Linked DNA regions of Mus musculus: all the other regions are linked to region 2. A link is a contact called in public ChIA-PET, HiChIP or PLAC-seq and promoter capture Hi-C data. All regions are on one chromosome and are shown on one strand. The core of a region is the stretch at or near the end of the contact, and the rest is flanking DNA. Distances in the headings are between cores, read along the strand shown. Region 1 has its middle 5.0 kb from the start of Gm51683. Region 2 holds the start of Rplp1 (ribosomal protein, large, P1). Region 3 has its middle 3.9 kb from the start of Gm34264. Region 4 has its middle 12 kb from the start of Gm39349.

Region 1 (3,661 bases), core at 61-2,560, 600 kb after region 2:
CTCTCTCTCTGGGTGTGTGTGTGTGTGTGTGTGTGTGTGTGTGTGTGTGTGTGTGTGATGCAAAGACAGAGACACACCCAAGTCCATAGGCCTGCAGAGAGACCACTGTACTGTGTGGTGTATGTGCATGCTTATATGCGTGAGTGTGCTAGAAGCCAAGCTGGGAGCGGGCAGACCAGGGACAGAAGGAAGGGGAGAGACAGTAGAGAAAAGAAGAGGGACAGAGCATGTAGGGGTTTCATGGAGTCAGAGGCCTCCAGGGTCTGCATAGTCTAGCTGTCCCCTTCAATGAGATATCGAGTCAGAGCTAGTCCCCAGGCCAGGGGACAGAGGCATGCACAGTCTTAGGAGTCCAGGAGATAACAATATACAGGAGCCATGCAGGCCAGTCACAGACTTGGAACGGGACAGCTGGCCAGGCTTGCTCAAAGGTCTCAGCCCCCACACAGTTCCAGGTCACTCTTGCCATGAGGAACAAGAACATTCTTTTGCCAGATTTCTAATTTCCCTTCTCCTGAACTTCTGTAAAAAAAAATTTCCAAATTTTAAAGAAGCCTCAGTTGGGCCAAACAACACATCCTGTAGCCAGGTTCTGCCTGCTCAACACTGGGCTTGGTCTTTCCGCAGAAGAGGGGGGCAGTGGGGGGCATGTCTGCCAGGCTACTGCCACTTTCTGTCTGTGGGGTCCTGGGCCTCTGAGTTAATCTCTGAGCCTCTGTCTACTTATCTACACGATGTGGATAGGAATGGCTGTGGTGGCCTGAAGATAACACTCCCTCCTACAAGAGCCAGCAGTTGGCGTGCAGCAGAGCTCATCAGACGCTAGGCCCTTTGATCTGCAGCTCATCTCAGGCAATGGGTCTTAGAATCCCCCTTTCAGATATCTTCCTTCCTGGAATCCATCTCCCTGGGTTTAGGATAGAGATGTGAACAGCCTACCTAGCGTGGTGGTGCTGGTCTGTCATCCTGGATATCTGAGAGACTGAAGCAGTATCCTAGGCTACTCTCAAACCTTGAACTTCTCTGATCCGCCTGCTTCCAGCTCCCACTTGCTAGGAGTGGTGCAGATCACCACAACCAGTTTATGCAGTGCTGGGGATTGAACCCTGGGCTTTGCACATGCTGGGCAAGTACTCTGCCAAGAGAGCTAAGTCTGTAGACCTCAAAGTGAAGATTAACCCTGCCAGTGGGTTAATCTTCCTTCAAAGGTAGCTTGGACAAGAACAGCGAGTGGTTCCAGGAGTTAGTGGGCAAGAGCAAGAGAAAAGAGGAAAAGGTTATTCGTATCTTAGGCAGAGCCATGGGGAAGAGGACGGTTAAAGAAAACACGCAGTTTGCATATCTCAGAAGCAGAAGCCAAGGGCACTAGAGTCCCTGCTGCAAACTTTATAGATTGCACAACTGCCTTTTTAAAGACATAATCGTTCCAACTAAATGTGCCAGCATCTCCAGTCTCGCCAGCACTCCATGCTTCTGCTCTCAGATTGGTTTTGCTGGTATGATGGACAGGATGCCAACTTTTCCCCCAGTTAGTCAGGGGGAAGTCCCAAGGCAATTAAGAAAGAGTCCTCACTATGAACTAATGGGCATGCCTGCCAAGGAGGAGGAGGGACCTGATGTGTCTGGAAAGGGCATGGTGAGGCAGCGTGGATGGAAGCCCAGGGCAGCTGGGGCTCAGGCCAGGCCTGGCTGGCCGCTTCTCCTACCCATCTCAAGACTCTAAGGCTTGGGAGAGCCAGCATGAGTATGTGCCACCCATAGGCTTGACATTTGCTCCAGGTTCACCCAGATGAGGCTTCAGGGAGACAAGCTAGGCTTACCTTAGGCCCACCACCTATCAGTTCTAGAGAAGCACTCACAGTTGGGAGAAGGGGATATTGAGAGCTCCCTGCTGACGAGCTACAACCCAGCCAGTCCTGGATTTAAAGTGGTATACCGTCCACAAGATTCATTTGCTTGTTCGCGTGTTTTGCAGTGATGAACTCAGGGAACCCTAAAGGCTATGCAGGTGCTCCACCACTGGGAACTGTCTTTAGTCTCCTGTGTGTATGGAGGTCAGCGGTCAACATCACTCACCTCTCTCTCTCCCTCTCTCTCTGTCTGACACTCTCTTACTAAAACAGGAGCTCATTATTGGTTAGGGAAATCTTGCTCCATGCCTAGAGCAGGGAAACCGGAGGAGCCACCAGTGAGGTCTGCTGTGCTCTCAGTGCCATTGGTGGTTTCTGATCCACGTGCATGACTGATTGTGTGGGAGTGACAGCTCAGAAGGGATTCTCTAGACACTTGCATGTCACCAGGAGTTGTCTAGTAAATTAACACAAGCCACAGTGGACTTCAGTCTTGTCAAAGTGCCTTATCTGTCACCATGTGATTTCAGTTCAGGCCTTGGTGCAAATCTTACATGCTTTAAACAAACAAACAAACACCAGAGCTAGGGAGCCGGCTCGGCAGTTAATTGTATTTACTATTGTTCTATCAGGGGTCAGATTTCAGATCTCAGCACACACCATACGTGGCTCACAAATGTCTGTTACTCCAAGGGAACTCATGGCCCCTTCAGGCCTTCACGGGCACGTGCTTCCATAAATAAAAACAAATCTTGAAAGAAACATTAAAATAGTATCTTTACAATTTTAAAAGTAAAGCAGAAAAACACACATTTCTAGTATTGATACTTAAAATTATCCATAATCTCTAAGGTATCTGATATGTCTAAATAGTAGAGAATACAGACCCTACTGTATATGAAGTGCATTTTCCCAGCAAATACTCTGGTGTGTTTCCTTTTTAGGGATCTTTAAGTTCTTGGCAAACATTATTTAAAACTTTAAAAATGATTATTCATGTGAATGGGTGATTTGTCTGTGTGTCTCAGGCACACCGTGCTCTTGGAGGTCAGAGAGGACATCAGATCCCCTGGAACTGAAGTTACAGATGGTCATGAGCTGCCTAGTGGTTGCTGGGAACTGAACTTGGATCCTCTGGAAGAGCAGCCAGTGCATTTAACTGCTGAGCCATCTCTCCAACCTGGCAAACATTTTTGAAGGATGCATAGCTATATGTGGTGATACCCAAACGAAGTCTTACCTCATGGGAAATGGAGGCAGTAAGATTATGAGTTTGAGGTCAGCCTGGGTCAATGAGCAAGACTGTATCAAAACAAAACAGTTTTAGATGGTAGCCATTGTGAGACTACACTGTAGGTCATTTGGTAATATGTTGTTTGTCTTAGTTAGAGTTTTACTGCTGTGAACAGACACCATGACCAAGGCAACTCTTATAAAGACAACATTTAATTAGGGCTAGCTTACAGGTTCAGAGGTTCAGTCCATTATCATAAAGGTGGGAACATGGCAGCATCTAGGCAGGCATGGTGCTAGAGTAGCTGAGAGTTCTACATCTTCATCTGAAGACTGCTAGCAGAATACTGGCTTCCAAGCAGCTAGGATGGGGGTCTTAAAGCCCTCGCCATAGTGACACACCTACTCCAACAAGGCCACACCTCCCAATAGTGCCACTCCCTGGGCCGAGCATATATATAAACCATAACATTGTTGCTATCAGAATTTGCTGTCATGGCTCTCTTAACATAGTTGTATGGACACACATTTTTACCCCAAATCCTGACTATTTCCTAGCATTAGAGTCCTAGGAGGTG
Region 2 (3,887 bases), core at 1,075-3,574:
TGTTCTTCCTGTCCCCTCAAGAGTGTAGTTCTCCGTGTACTGCAGAGAATAGCCTTGCACTTTCCACCTTGTGCATACACTCTGGAGTGTTGAGGGTGGAGGCCATGACTAGAAGTGCTTGTAGGCTGTGTGCACACCCAGCTTTAACCAGTGTTGTACACATTGGTTCTTTTGCCAGCTTACCATTCTCACTAGTAGCTCTTGAATTTCTGCCATCCTCTCCTGGTGTCAGAGTTACCTTATATGAACGATAGATTCCATGTAGGATCTCACTGATTTAATGAGTAAGACGTGGGTTTGGTTTCTCAGGATACAAGAGTCCTTGCAATAAAACTAAGATTTTGGGTGTGTGGGACTTTACATATCCTCTGCAACTTGAAACTTTGTATCTCCCTGCCCATGTCGTTTCTATTTTATGGCACCTTTATTTGTGATGGTAGGGACAACCGATTCCAGAGCCTCAGTGTGCAGAGTACTTCAACCACCAGATCCATGCCTGTTCTTTGGTTTGAAGCACCCATTCTACTCTCCCTGGACCTCTGCTGACATTATCGAATTCTCAGTAGCATGAGGGTGTGCCCATGGGCTCTCTGTTGTAGCCTGCAAATCTATTTGCATTGCCAGTGACACCTAGGGCTAGGTGCGGTAGTGTAAGCCTCTAATTCCAGCACTCAGCAGGCTCAGACAAGGATTTACCACAAATTCAAGGCCAGCCTGGACGTCTTTCAGACCAGCTTGAAATGTATAGTAAGAGTATGTTTCAGCTGGGCGGTGGTGGCGCACACCTTTAATCCCAGCACTTAGGAGGCAGAGGCAGGTGGATTTCTGAGTTCAAGGCCAGCCTGGTCTACATAGTGAATTCCAGGACAGCCAGGGCTACACAGAGAAACCCTGTCTCGGAAAGAAAAAAAAAAAAAAAAAAAAAAAAAGAGCATGTCTCAAAGTAAGCTTAAGGGGGTCTGAGATGTAGCTGAGTGGCTGGAGTGCTTAGTGTGTACCCGCCCTGGAGTTAATCCCTAGCCCAGCATGACCTGGATACTTAAAATCAATCCCAGGCAGGGGAGGAAGATCCAACATTCCAGGTAATCTTCAACCACATAGCAAGTTCAAGGCCAGCTGAGGTACATGACACCCTGTCAGGGTGTGTGTGTGTGTGTGTGTTTAGACTGAAGGCCATGTCAAATTCCACTGAGATCATGAACAGAATTTTGATTGGAACTATATTACTTGGAGAAAATTCTCCGTTTTAGGCTCTTATCTGTGAAAACTATATTGCTCTACTTAGGTTCCTTTTGCTGTTTCATAGCTTCTTTGTGGTCCTGAGATTAGAATTTTATTAACTTTAAAGAAACCACTTAATCTAGTATGCACTACATTCTAGTTGCAAGTTTCTAGCACCAAGGTCACCTCTACACAAGCTGACCACACACGAGCTGTACCCTAACCTGAGGGGTGTTTTTATTTAATTGTGTATATGAGCACTTGGGGTTTCTATTGCTGTGACAAAGTACCATGCACTAAAAGAGAGGCAAAGGAAAACGTTTGTTTATTGATACTTGCTTTTGATGTCTGCGCATCAAAGTTACTCTCCTGGTTTTCTAGGGGTTCTATATAATTAGTTGCCGAATTTTATCACGTGGTCTCCTACTTCTGTGGGTTTTTTCCTCACCATACCTCGCGTGACACTTTAAAGAGTGTTTACTTTTATGTGTACTTGAGCGTGTCTGCTGACCTCTGTCAGGATCAGAGCCCCTGTTACTGGATTTCCTGGCACTTTTCGGGGTGCGGGAGCCAAACCTGAGAGCTGCAAGATGGCTTAACTTCCGCCCCTCTGTGCTTTTTCAATGTAATGAATTAAACATTAACCACGATATATTGCATTTGATATGCAACTCCGGGTCCCGGGTGGTATTTATCAACCTCATCACAGACACAGTTACTACGGCGCGCACGCCCGGGGTGAGGGTGGGTTGGGAAGTCCACCACGTGATCCGCAAGGCTTGAGGCGGAGAGCGACTTTTCAGTGTACCCAAGCCGTGGGAACGCGCCTGTCAGTTTAAGCAGTACGTCTCCCCCGATAGCTCTCTCCCTTTAGCCTGTTAATCTCTACTGTTGAGCACTTGTAATATTCGCAAGCCCCAAAGGCCAATCGCACCGGAAGTCGAACGCGCAAATCCGGAACTGCGTTCTGCAGACGCGCCTCCTCTCGGTTTTGGCCCTGCCCCTTCCGTCTCGAGTCGGGCATCGATTGGTCGGCGCGGTCCCATAAGAAGCTGCGCGCAGGCGTATATGATCTTTTCCTCAGCTGCCGCCAAGGTGCTCGGTCCTTCCGAGGAAGCTAAGGCCGCGTTGGGGTGAGGCCCTCACTTCATCCGGCGACTAGCACCGTGCCGGCAGTCTACAGCATGGCTTCCGTCTCCGAGCTCGCTTGCATCTACTCCGCCCTCATCCTGCACGACGACGAGGTGACGGTCACGGTAAGTGCGGGATAACCCCGGGCCGGCCACGTGTTTGTGCGGCGGACACCCGGCTCCGCCCGGACTTCGCATTCTCAGGCATTCGGTGACTTGGAGGCCTGTGAGGCGTATGCGCTCTGTCCTCCCCGCGCGGCCCAACCCGAGACAGGTGAATGGCGGTCCCGAGCGCGCATGTTAGGCCTACTGTTTAGAGTGGGCTGTTTTTATCTAAGTTTTAGGCCTCGAACTCAGGTCGTCAGGCCTGCGGGACAATCCCACAGCCCGCTGAGCCTTCAAACCTGGCCTTGTCTTTTTTAAGGTTGACTTTAGCCCAAGTACGAAACTTAACTCTGTATAAGTGACTGAGTTTTAGCCGCATTCTGATCGTTCTGACGGGTTGGCGTTTGTGTTCCAGGAGGATAAGATCAATGCCCTCATTAAAGCAGCTGGTGTCAGCGTCGAACCTTTCTGGCCTGGCTTGTTTGCCAAGGTAAGTTTTGGGGTTACACTTGGTAATGTACGATTTCCACCACCAGCCTTGATTTTTGTATCTTAGTTTGTACTTATTGATGTGGCTTTTATGTCAGGCCTTCACGGTCCATGGCTTGAGAATGAGTTTTGTTGCCTCTTAAGTTTGGGCATTTGAAGCAGTGAGATTCATGCAAAGTGGATAGCTACATTCTATTTATACAAACAGCTTTATTTCTGGCAAGTGGGGTCAATCAACTGGTGGCAGTTGTATATTGATTCCCTGTAGTCCTGAACATTGCTTTGGTCTCATGGGTGAAAAGAGCTTAATTGAATCATTAAATCTTGCAGCACAAAACTAAAAGCCTTTTCTATGTCTCTGTTGTAGGCTCTGGCCAATGTCAACATTGGGAGCCTCATCTGCAATGTAGGGGCTGGTGGGCCCGCTCCAGCAGCTGGAGCTGCGCCTGCTGGTGGTGCTGCTCCATCCACTGCCGCCGCCCCAGCTGAGGAGAAGAAAGTGGAGGCAAAGAAGGAAGAGTCCGAGGAGTCTGAAGATGACATGGGCTTCGGTCTTTTTGACTAAACTGCTTTTGTTAAGTTGGCTAATAAAGAGCTGAACCTGTAGGTGGACTGGTCTCACTTGTAAGCCACAAAGCTCTTGGAGTTTCAGAGATGGTAGCAGGTCCCAAAAAAATGTCAGGGAAGGAGGGTCTTGACCAAAGCCACCATGAGTTATATAAATAAGACCTGGGTCAAAAGAACTAGACGATCTGGGTAGAGAATGGGTGGGTCTGTCTCCAGGAAGCCCCTTCAAGCAACTGTTCAGAGAGCCTGTTTAGTGCCAGACAGACAGGCTGAGAGCTAACTCTTACTGTCAAGAATAACAAAATAACCTCTGGGTCTCCCGATGTTCATGTGTGAAGAACTTGACAGTTGTTGAGGATCTCAGAAGCATCTAGA
Region 3 (3,879 bases), core at 835-3,334, 580 kb after region 2:
CACACACAGAGCACAGTGGTACCTTTGTTAGGAGACTGTTGAATACATGATAGTGCATAAACCCATTGAAAAGAATCAGTACAAGTTAACTGAGGATGGGGAAATAATGTTGACAGAGAACAGCAAGATGCAGGAAAATGTGTGTAGCATGATCCATATTTTGAATAACACTATGATCTGTTTTTCCATTTCTTATTAAAGTCTATTTAGGAGTGGACCCACAAAAGGGTATATACTAAGTTAACTTGGTGGCCTAGTTAGCACTATTTGTTGACTTGAGACAGACAGACTAGAGTCATCTGAAATGAAAGTCTGGGTTGAGGAATTGCAGAGATCAGGTTGGCCTGTGAGGAACTGTCTCGAGCATCAATTGATGTAGGAGAGCCTCGCCCACTTTGGGTGGCACGATCCTTAGGCAAGATGACATGGCTGTCAAAGGAAGGTAGCTGACTATAGATAGGTCCGCAAGCAAGCCAGTGAGCAGAATCCCTCCATGGTTTCTGCTTGAGTCCAGGGCCCCTCAGTGATGGATTGGGACCTGTTAGTATAAGCCAAGTAAACCCTTTCGCTCCCAAGTTACCTTTGGTCAGAGTGTTTATCACAGTGATAGAAAAGAAGTTGTGATACGTGGTTATCTAAGAGAGGGGACTGAAGGGAATCTGGGCTTGAGAGGGCACAGACATTGTTACAGAGATGACAGTGTGAAAACAGGAGGAGATGGAATTCTTAGACAAAACTGGAGAAAAACAAACTACATAGTCTTCCTGCAGCCGAGTCCCAGCTTGCTTCCCAGTCTGGGTAGCCTAGTGACAACCACTGAAACACATTCCTACAGCACACAAGAAGCCAGCCCCTGCATTCAGGTCCCACAGATCTGCAGACCCCGTGTTTCAAGTTCTTTCCACCTCTCTGGTACTGTGTCTGTCCAGTGGCCATCAGTCATTTAGAGACTTTCCAAAGTGACCATTGCCTGCCAAGCCTAGTAGGACTCTCCAACTACTGCTACTGAGAACGTCACTGTTCCCACAGTTCTCAAAAAATGAAGTATGACGGTGAAAACTGCTGGAGCTACGTGCAACACATGCACATACAGTCTGCTTTGATTCCTTCACCCTGGAGCTCTTAGGTGTCATGCAACAGGAAGTTAGGCTGATCCAGACAAGAAGGGAAGAAGCTGGAGAAGTGCTGGCCCCTGAGCAGCTGTGGTGGTGGGGGAGTCCACCCTCATCTTCCCCATCTTTGCTTAAGAGTCCGTTGGTTCTGTACTTTATCCCTGGCCTTAGCAGGGCAGTGGGAGGTAGGGAGCCTGTTTTCCTCTCACCCCAGTGAGCCACAGCCTTCACAGCAGCTCAGAGGACCTGGTGTCACTGGGGGAGTGGAATGGGAGACTAGAGACTCAGAGATGTCACTGTCTACTTAACACTGCCTCACCCAGGCTGAGGGTAGGGAGAGGAGTTGAGTTGCTTCTCACTTAAGATTCTTAGGGTCATAAGTAACAGAAATTAGTTCAAGTTAACTTTATCATGAAAGGAGCTTTGGCCCAGTGAAACACAAACTCATGGAACTCAAGGCCCTATGAAGATCCATTAGTAACCACTGCCTCCCTTGGCCTGTCTCCTTAACCCTGCCTCTCCAGCCAGCTTCCCTGCTGATTGAATAAGTCTCTCCTCTGAGCTGTCTTTCCAGATGACTGTTTGACTGTCTGCCCTTCGTGCCCATATACCTGGAACACTTCCAGCCCACAGTGCCTTCATTTACATTTCCCCAGGTCTGAGAAAACAGCCTGTTTGGCTGCCTGACTCTCAAACTCAATTACACATTTCCCAAAGATTGGAGTTGCTGTGCTTGGGTGTGACAATCACCTTCGCTCCAACCAACAGCGGGCTGACGGGCAGAGGCAGTGTAAAGATGGCAGCCAAGGAGCCTGGGGCTGGGTGAGAACCCCTGATCCTGGGCAATGGGAACCCAGGAGAGAAGAGAGAGAGAAAACCAAGACTGAAATGCTGACTCAAAGCAAGAGTGTCTCTAAAACCACAGAAAGTCAGTGACCAGAAATATGGATCAGAGCAAGGAACAGGAAAGTGAAAGAATCAGGTTGGGGGCAAACAGGAAGCCGCAGCCCTCTTCGAGAACTCAGTAATGTACTGAGCCTTAGCAGTTACGCTGGGCTGAAATGTGGAGCTGGGTCAGCCTGGCTTCATAAGCCACACAGGGAGCTGACATTTACAATGGAGCTGGAGAAAATTGGAAATTAATTCTTACCATTCTCAAAGTAATATAAATAAATCTAAATGGCTTGGGATGCAAACTAGCCGGCCCCTGCTTCCGAGTGCACACCCCTCCATTACTCTCCCAGGAAAGCAGTTTCACAGGCCTTAGCCTCGGCCTCAGTCATAGAGCCAATTCTTTGTTCTACGTTTCTTTCCTTTTGTATAGTGTGTGTGTGTGTGTGTGTGTGTGTGTGTGTGTGTGTGTGTGTGAGCGCCTACAAGTGCACATACAGTGCAACACTGTTGAGGTTAGAGGACCATTTGGGTAGGTCCCAGGGATGGAACTCAGACATCAGATTTACTAGCAAGTGCCTTTACCTACTGAGCCTGTCTATAGGCCAGATTCTCTTCTTCTCTTCTCTTCTCTTCTCTTCTCTTCTCTTCTCTTCTCTTCTCTTCTCTTCTCTTCTCTTCTCTTCTCTTCTCTTCTCTCCTCTCCTCTCCTCTCCTCTCCTCTCCTCTCCTCTCCTCTCCTCTCCTCTCCTCTCCTCTTCTCTTCTCTTCTCTCCACCCCTCTCCCTGTTTTTTGGGACAGGGTTTATTTGTGTAGCCTTGGCTATCCTGAAACTCCCTCTGTAGATCAGGCTGGCCTGGAACTCACAGATCGGCCTGCCTCAGGCCTGGCCAAGTGCTGGGACCAAGGGTGTGTGCCACTGCTGTCCAGTTGCAGGCATTGTGTGGTGAGGGACTGGGTCTGACCCCAGGTGCCGTCTCCCATTCATGTTTCTATGCTTCTAAAGGCCCTGCTGTGAGGCTGCCCCCATGACCTATTGACCTCTTGCTTTGGTCACTGAGGACTTCACTACTGTCCCTGCTCAGAAGCTCCCACCTGGTGCTGTCTGTTACAGTCTTGGACTGTGTTTACATTACCATGGCTGTGACAACACCGGTACCCCTCGACTAAGATTCTGTTCCCTCTGGGAAGTCATGATCAGTTTGGTTTTCCTTGATATGACATCTCTTCGCCTCTGTCATCTGCTCAGTTTTCTCTGCTCTAAGACCCGCACGAAATGTCTACCAATATTGCTTTCTAAATGTCTAAAGCAACACCCTGGATAATATTCAAATTTTGCCTCCAAGCCTCCCCCACCTCATCCCTCGGTTGTACTTCTGCGGCTGTTACTGGTAATCAGGGTGTGGGCCGGGTGTTTTCAGGTTCTCGGCCCTTTACTCAAGGAGTTGAAGTGAAGGCTCACACTGATTGCCCACATAGCGAGGACCTTTGACTCAAAGCAAAACTATAGAACGGGTCAGAATATTTTGCAAGCCACATGGAAGGGAAGTGTTTACGCCCTCGGATTACTGTGTGGGCTTCTCCTTTATGTAGCTGAAGAGAAGGCGTTTGGCTACTAGGGGTGGGATGAGGACAATGTTATGTTTTGATTGATTGATTCAATCAAATAAGCTTTCCCATCATGCATCAGATTTTATTCCTCTGCATACCCAGTTATATACAAGCATAAGATGGCAAATAAAAGACTCTCTCTTAGAAGTTCACTTGAGGACACAGTTTAACCTTACCATACGTGTACCCTAAACCAGTTCAGGCTAGACTGGTCCTCCTACTCTTAGACCAGGATTTACCAGAGAATCAGAAACTGTCCAAGGC
Region 4 (3,611 bases), core at 816-3,315, 560 kb after region 2:
TCCTTTCTACCTGATTCTAGGAGCCAGGATCTCATTATCTCCAGTGATGTTGAGGGATAATAGGCTACACTTGAAGGCTGCTTTTCATCTTCAAAGCCCTTGGCAGACTGTTCATTAGCCTCTCCACCCCCACCCCACCCCCAGCCTGCCCCTTGATAGAGATAAGTGCTCTTAGGTTAGGAGGGGCACCCAAGGGATGCCAGGGACTTCCCCTCAGGATACAAGACTGAGCAAAAGTCAGAGGGGGAAGGCTTGGAGCCTTGGATTCTGGCACCTTCTCTTTATGGACCCGGACTCCCTGGGCTCCTTCTTTCCTAGTAGGAGGGTAAGATAGCTTGGGGCAGGAGGTCAGATTCCAAGATGATTGAGGAAGAATCCAATCTAGAGATGCCCCGTCCTTTGACATGGCAATGGTGTTGCATCTGCAAAGTTCAGGCTTTATGGCAGTGCAATCAACTTATAAAAGAAAATGTGTCTTTTAAAAGAAACCCTCATATTTTAAGCAATGTCATGACCTTGTATTGAGTCACCTTCTTAGCTATCCTGTGATGTGTGTGGTTATTCGACACAGCTTGGATAGGCCTACTGCTTAGCCTACTGCTTCTTCTATAAAGTGATGTCTAAGATCTGATTGGACCAAGGTCAAGAAAGTGACTAGCACTCCTCTTGGGGTTTAGGGTGGATGGCTGTGAATAATTTGGGGTGGGGTGGAGGAAACTTGATGATTGAGAGAGACCAGTTGGGTGGGAATGGGTTCAAGAGTAGAGATTGGCTCCTGTGCTTCCCCGACTGTCCCAACCCTTAACCCCAAGGCCAACATGAACTATCATTTATCTGCACATTGCCAAGGGAGGTCACTTCTGTCTGCCCAGTCTCTTTTATTGAGCCAGAAAATCAAGGCAGATGGAGATCCCAGGCAGGCCTGGCTTTTGAGTCTCCCAGAAATGGGTCCCCATCTCCTACACGCCACACACTCGAAGACAAATGAGGGAAGCTCAGCACAGTTCTGGGAGGATTGAGCAAGGTTGCTTGTGTGGTATCCATGGTGGCCTGAGAGGTCAGGAGCTGTCCAGTGACCCGAGTCAAGGGACGTGGGATGAGTGTTCAGGTCCTTGATCACTGTGGGGAGGGGCTTAGGCAATGGGCTTTATCAGCCTCTGTCGTAGGTTGCTATGGGACCCAAAGAGGAGACCTGAGAAATATCTCCCATCCTTGACAGTCATTCCTTAACATTCTGGAACCTTCTACATTTCAGAGCCAGAAACTCATCTTTTGCCCTACGCAGTGCACCAAGGAAGTTATAGAACAATAACTTTAAAAATATTTTTACATTTATTTATCTTATTTTATGGGTATTTCACCTGCATGGATGTGTGTGCACCATGTGTGTGTGACTGGTTCCTGAGGAGGTTAGAAGAGGGCTTTGGGTCCCCTGGCACTGGAGTCACAGAAGTTTATGAACCACTATGTGGGTGTTGGGAATTGAACTTGGGTTCTCTACAAAGGGAATAAGTGTTCTTCAGTTGCTGAGCTATCTCTTCAGCCCCATGACCCCATGAAATAGAATTTAATACTTCATGCTCTTTGTCCAAACCCACCAAAAGCAGGAATTAAATAAAATGTGGGGCACACATCTGTAATCCCAGCACTCCAGACGTGCAGACAGGAGGAAAGAAGTTCTGGTTTATCCTTGACTACCTAGTGAGTTCATGACCAGCGTGGGTGCTTGTGAAATGACCTACCGACCAAGTAAATAAGTAAATAGTAAGGAAATAAGGTCCCTGCTTTCCCCCCCATATCCATCTCAGTATCTCAGTCACAGTAAGAGATCAGTAAGTGTTGAATGAAAAAAAAAAAAAAAAACCCTCCACTGGCCAGTATACAAGACCACTCCCAGGCATATTAAATGAGAGTACAATCATCCATTGAATGGGCTTCCTTCAAAAGAGCCATATATCCTGGAAGCTCCATTCCAGACGCCCAGATGGCAGGGCCTGGGAGAGTTCCGAGTTATTCCTATTGAAACTGTTTCCTCTCAGAGGTCCAGAGTTCAAAAGCAAGGCATTTGCCACAAACAATTGGTCCAGTGTGAGAGGATGTGGCTGGCTGGGCTCCAGGGCCTCGTGGGACTTTGAGCAGTTACTAATGCAAATAGAAGGGAAAAGACTTATCCCGGGGGCAAATGTGGTCACCCAGAAATGCAGCCTCTGGCAACAGAAGGGAAAGAGAAGGTTAGGCTCTGTGCTTTGGGGAGAATGTCCTAGGACTTTGGAGGGGACTCGGGACTTCAGTCAGGAGGTGTAGGCCTCAGCAGAGAGCTAGGTCTCACATAAAAGTTTCTGTCTCTCTCACCTTTGTCTTAAGGCTGAGGGTAGTGGTGGCACATGACTGTTCACATGAATTAGTTAGCGGCAGAGGGCATCAGGTGCTCTGACCTGCTATTGTCTGCCTTGTCCCCTTGAGACAGGGTCTCACTGAGGCTGGAGCTCCCAGTTGAGGGTTGTGCTAGTTGGGAATCCCTGGTTTCCACTCTCCTCAGTGCTAGAGTTACAAGAGGGTCACTTGGCTTCCACATAGGTCCTGGGGATTTGAACTTAGGATCTCATGTGTGAACATTAGACACTCTTATCCACCAAGCCATCTCCCAGTGCTCAGAACTAAGTTTCTGTTCACCCAACTCTGACTCATTTCCCAAGGAAAATTTTCGCAGTTCAGGGTTATGGGCAGGCATATCAAGGAATCTTCCTGATTGGCGCACTGACTTCAGAATGCAGCTCTTTCTCTCTTGTGCTGAGGATAGCCCTCTACTGAAGGTAGGTAGTATCCGTGAGTGACCTTCTGCTGTGACATTTGTCCCTGCATTGCTGACTATGCACATGGTCTTCCCAGCCTTTGTCCACACCTTCCCTCCTTTCGAGTCACCTCTTCTCATATACTGGGTCCGATCATCATCCATTCTATGAAGGCTTTCTCTTCTCACCACAATCAGTAGGGACCCAGAGAGTAAGTGTGGAAGGAAAAGAGAAAAAGGGGGCAGAGAGAGCATTTGGAGCTACCTGGATGTTTGTCACTAGGCATGCATTGAGCATCCAGTACCATGTGCTGTGCGGAACTTGCTGAATGTGCACATTCCCAGTCCCCTCACCACGCCCCAGCAAAGGATTTCATTCCTACTCAGCTTTAAAGGTGTGTGTGTGTGTGTGTGTGTGTGTGTGTAGGGACAGTGTGTGGAGGACAGAAAACAACTTTTTGGGGTTGGTTCTCTCCTTCCGCCTTTTTTGAGTTCCAGAGCTTGAACAGATGTCACCGGGCTGGCCCCGCCAAGCTCTTTCACCCACTGAGCTGTCTTGCGGGTTTTCATTCTCCTTTTAAAGCCCATGCTGTGGTAGCAACTGCACTACACTCCTGCTTCTCCTTCTGGGCACTGGGTGGAATTTCACTTCTTGACCCAATGTGCTTAGGTGGAGCCATGGGAACAGTTCCAGACAATGATGTGTGAGAGGAAGTGGCCATCATTCTAGGGTGACGAGTGCTTCCTGTTTCTTCCTGCATGGTGACAGGCCAGCAGTGCTTGAAGAGGTGGCTGTTTTCCCCAACTTTCGCCAAGTGCC

What was found. Promoter capture Hi-C pulls out the DNA fragments that hold promoters and counts their contacts. ChIA-PET counts read pairs in DNA pulled down with a chosen protein or histone mark. HiChIP or PLAC-seq counts read pairs in DNA pulled down with a chosen protein or histone mark.
Region 1: a contact with region 2 is called in an H3K4me3 HiChIP or PLAC-seq map of bone marrow-derived macrophages, with 5 times the contacts expected there. The contact joins the enhancer-like site here to the promoter of Rplp1 in region 2. A contact is called at or near these places in 4 of 39 promoter capture datasets (embryonic stem cells, liver and pre-B cells), 1 of 484 Hi-C or Micro-C datasets (bone marrow-derived macrophages), 12 of 115 datasets of contacts at active chromatin or transcription factors (the NIH/3T3 cell line, bone marrow-derived macrophages, embryonic basal ganglia and 8 more) and 2 of 9 other capture datasets (adipose tissue and macrophages).
Region 3: a contact with region 2 is called in an RNA polymerase II ChIA-PET map of memory CD8 T cells, with 22 read pairs. The contact joins the enhancer-like site here to the promoter of Rplp1 in region 2. A contact is called at or near these places in 5 of 39 promoter capture datasets (the C10 cell line, the SN4741 cell line, embryonic stem cells and 2 more), 1 of 484 Hi-C or Micro-C datasets (bone marrow-derived macrophages), 13 of 115 datasets of contacts at active chromatin or transcription factors (the NIH/3T3 cell line, acute myeloid leukemia, astrocytes and 10 more) and 2 of 9 other capture datasets (adipose tissue and macrophages).
Region 4: a contact with region 2 is called in a promoter capture Hi-C map of neural stem cells. The contact joins the enhancer-like site here to the promoter of Rplp1 in region 2. A contact is called at or near these places in 12 of 39 promoter capture datasets (the C10 cell line, HPC-7-derived erythroid cells, the SN4741 cell line and 8 more), 4 of 484 Hi-C or Micro-C datasets (B cells, CD4 T cells, the G1E-ER4 cell line and 1 more), 17 of 115 datasets of contacts at active chromatin or transcription factors (CD8 T cells, acute myeloid leukemia, craniofacial prominence and 12 more) and 1 of 9 other capture datasets (macrophages).

The regions. Positions count from the first base shown.
Region 1 is chr9:61,307,865-61,311,525 of GRCm38.p6, reverse strand. No RefSeq gene overlaps it. Among named protein-coding and RNA genes, the nearest start is that of Gm51683, 5.0 kb to the left of the region's middle. Within about 2 kb of position 1,310, at least 31 of the 459 cell types and tissues checked have an H3K27ac peak or open chromatin away from gene starts, as enhancers often do. A contact at or near this core is called in adipose tissue, bone marrow-derived macrophages, embryonic limb bud and 1 more, where this site is marked.
Region 2 is chr9:61,912,947-61,916,833 of GRCm38.p6, reverse strand. It overlaps Rplp1 (ribosomal protein, large, P1), which reads left to right and starts at 2,324. Exons shown (of 3, transcript NM_018853.3): 1 at 2,324-2,477; 2 at 2,872-2,946; 3 at 3,313-3,551. The coding sequence starts at 2,406. The coding sequence ends at 3,510.
Region 3 is chr9:61,330,591-61,334,469 of GRCm38.p6, reverse strand. No RefSeq gene overlaps it. Among named protein-coding and RNA genes, the nearest start is that of Gm34264, 3.9 kb to the right of the region's middle. Within about 2 kb of position 2,084, at least 21 of the 459 cell types and tissues checked have an H3K27ac peak or open chromatin away from gene starts, as enhancers often do. A contact at or near this core is called in memory CD8 T cells, where this site is marked.
Region 4 is chr9:61,349,750-61,353,360 of GRCm38.p6, reverse strand. No RefSeq gene overlaps it. Among named protein-coding and RNA genes, the nearest start is that of Gm39349, 12 kb to the right of the region's middle. Within about 2 kb of position 2,065, at least 45 of the 459 cell types and tissues checked have an H3K27ac peak or open chromatin away from gene starts, as enhancers often do. A contact at or near this core is called in embryonic limb bud, neural stem cells, pancreatic cancer cells and 1 more, where this site is marked.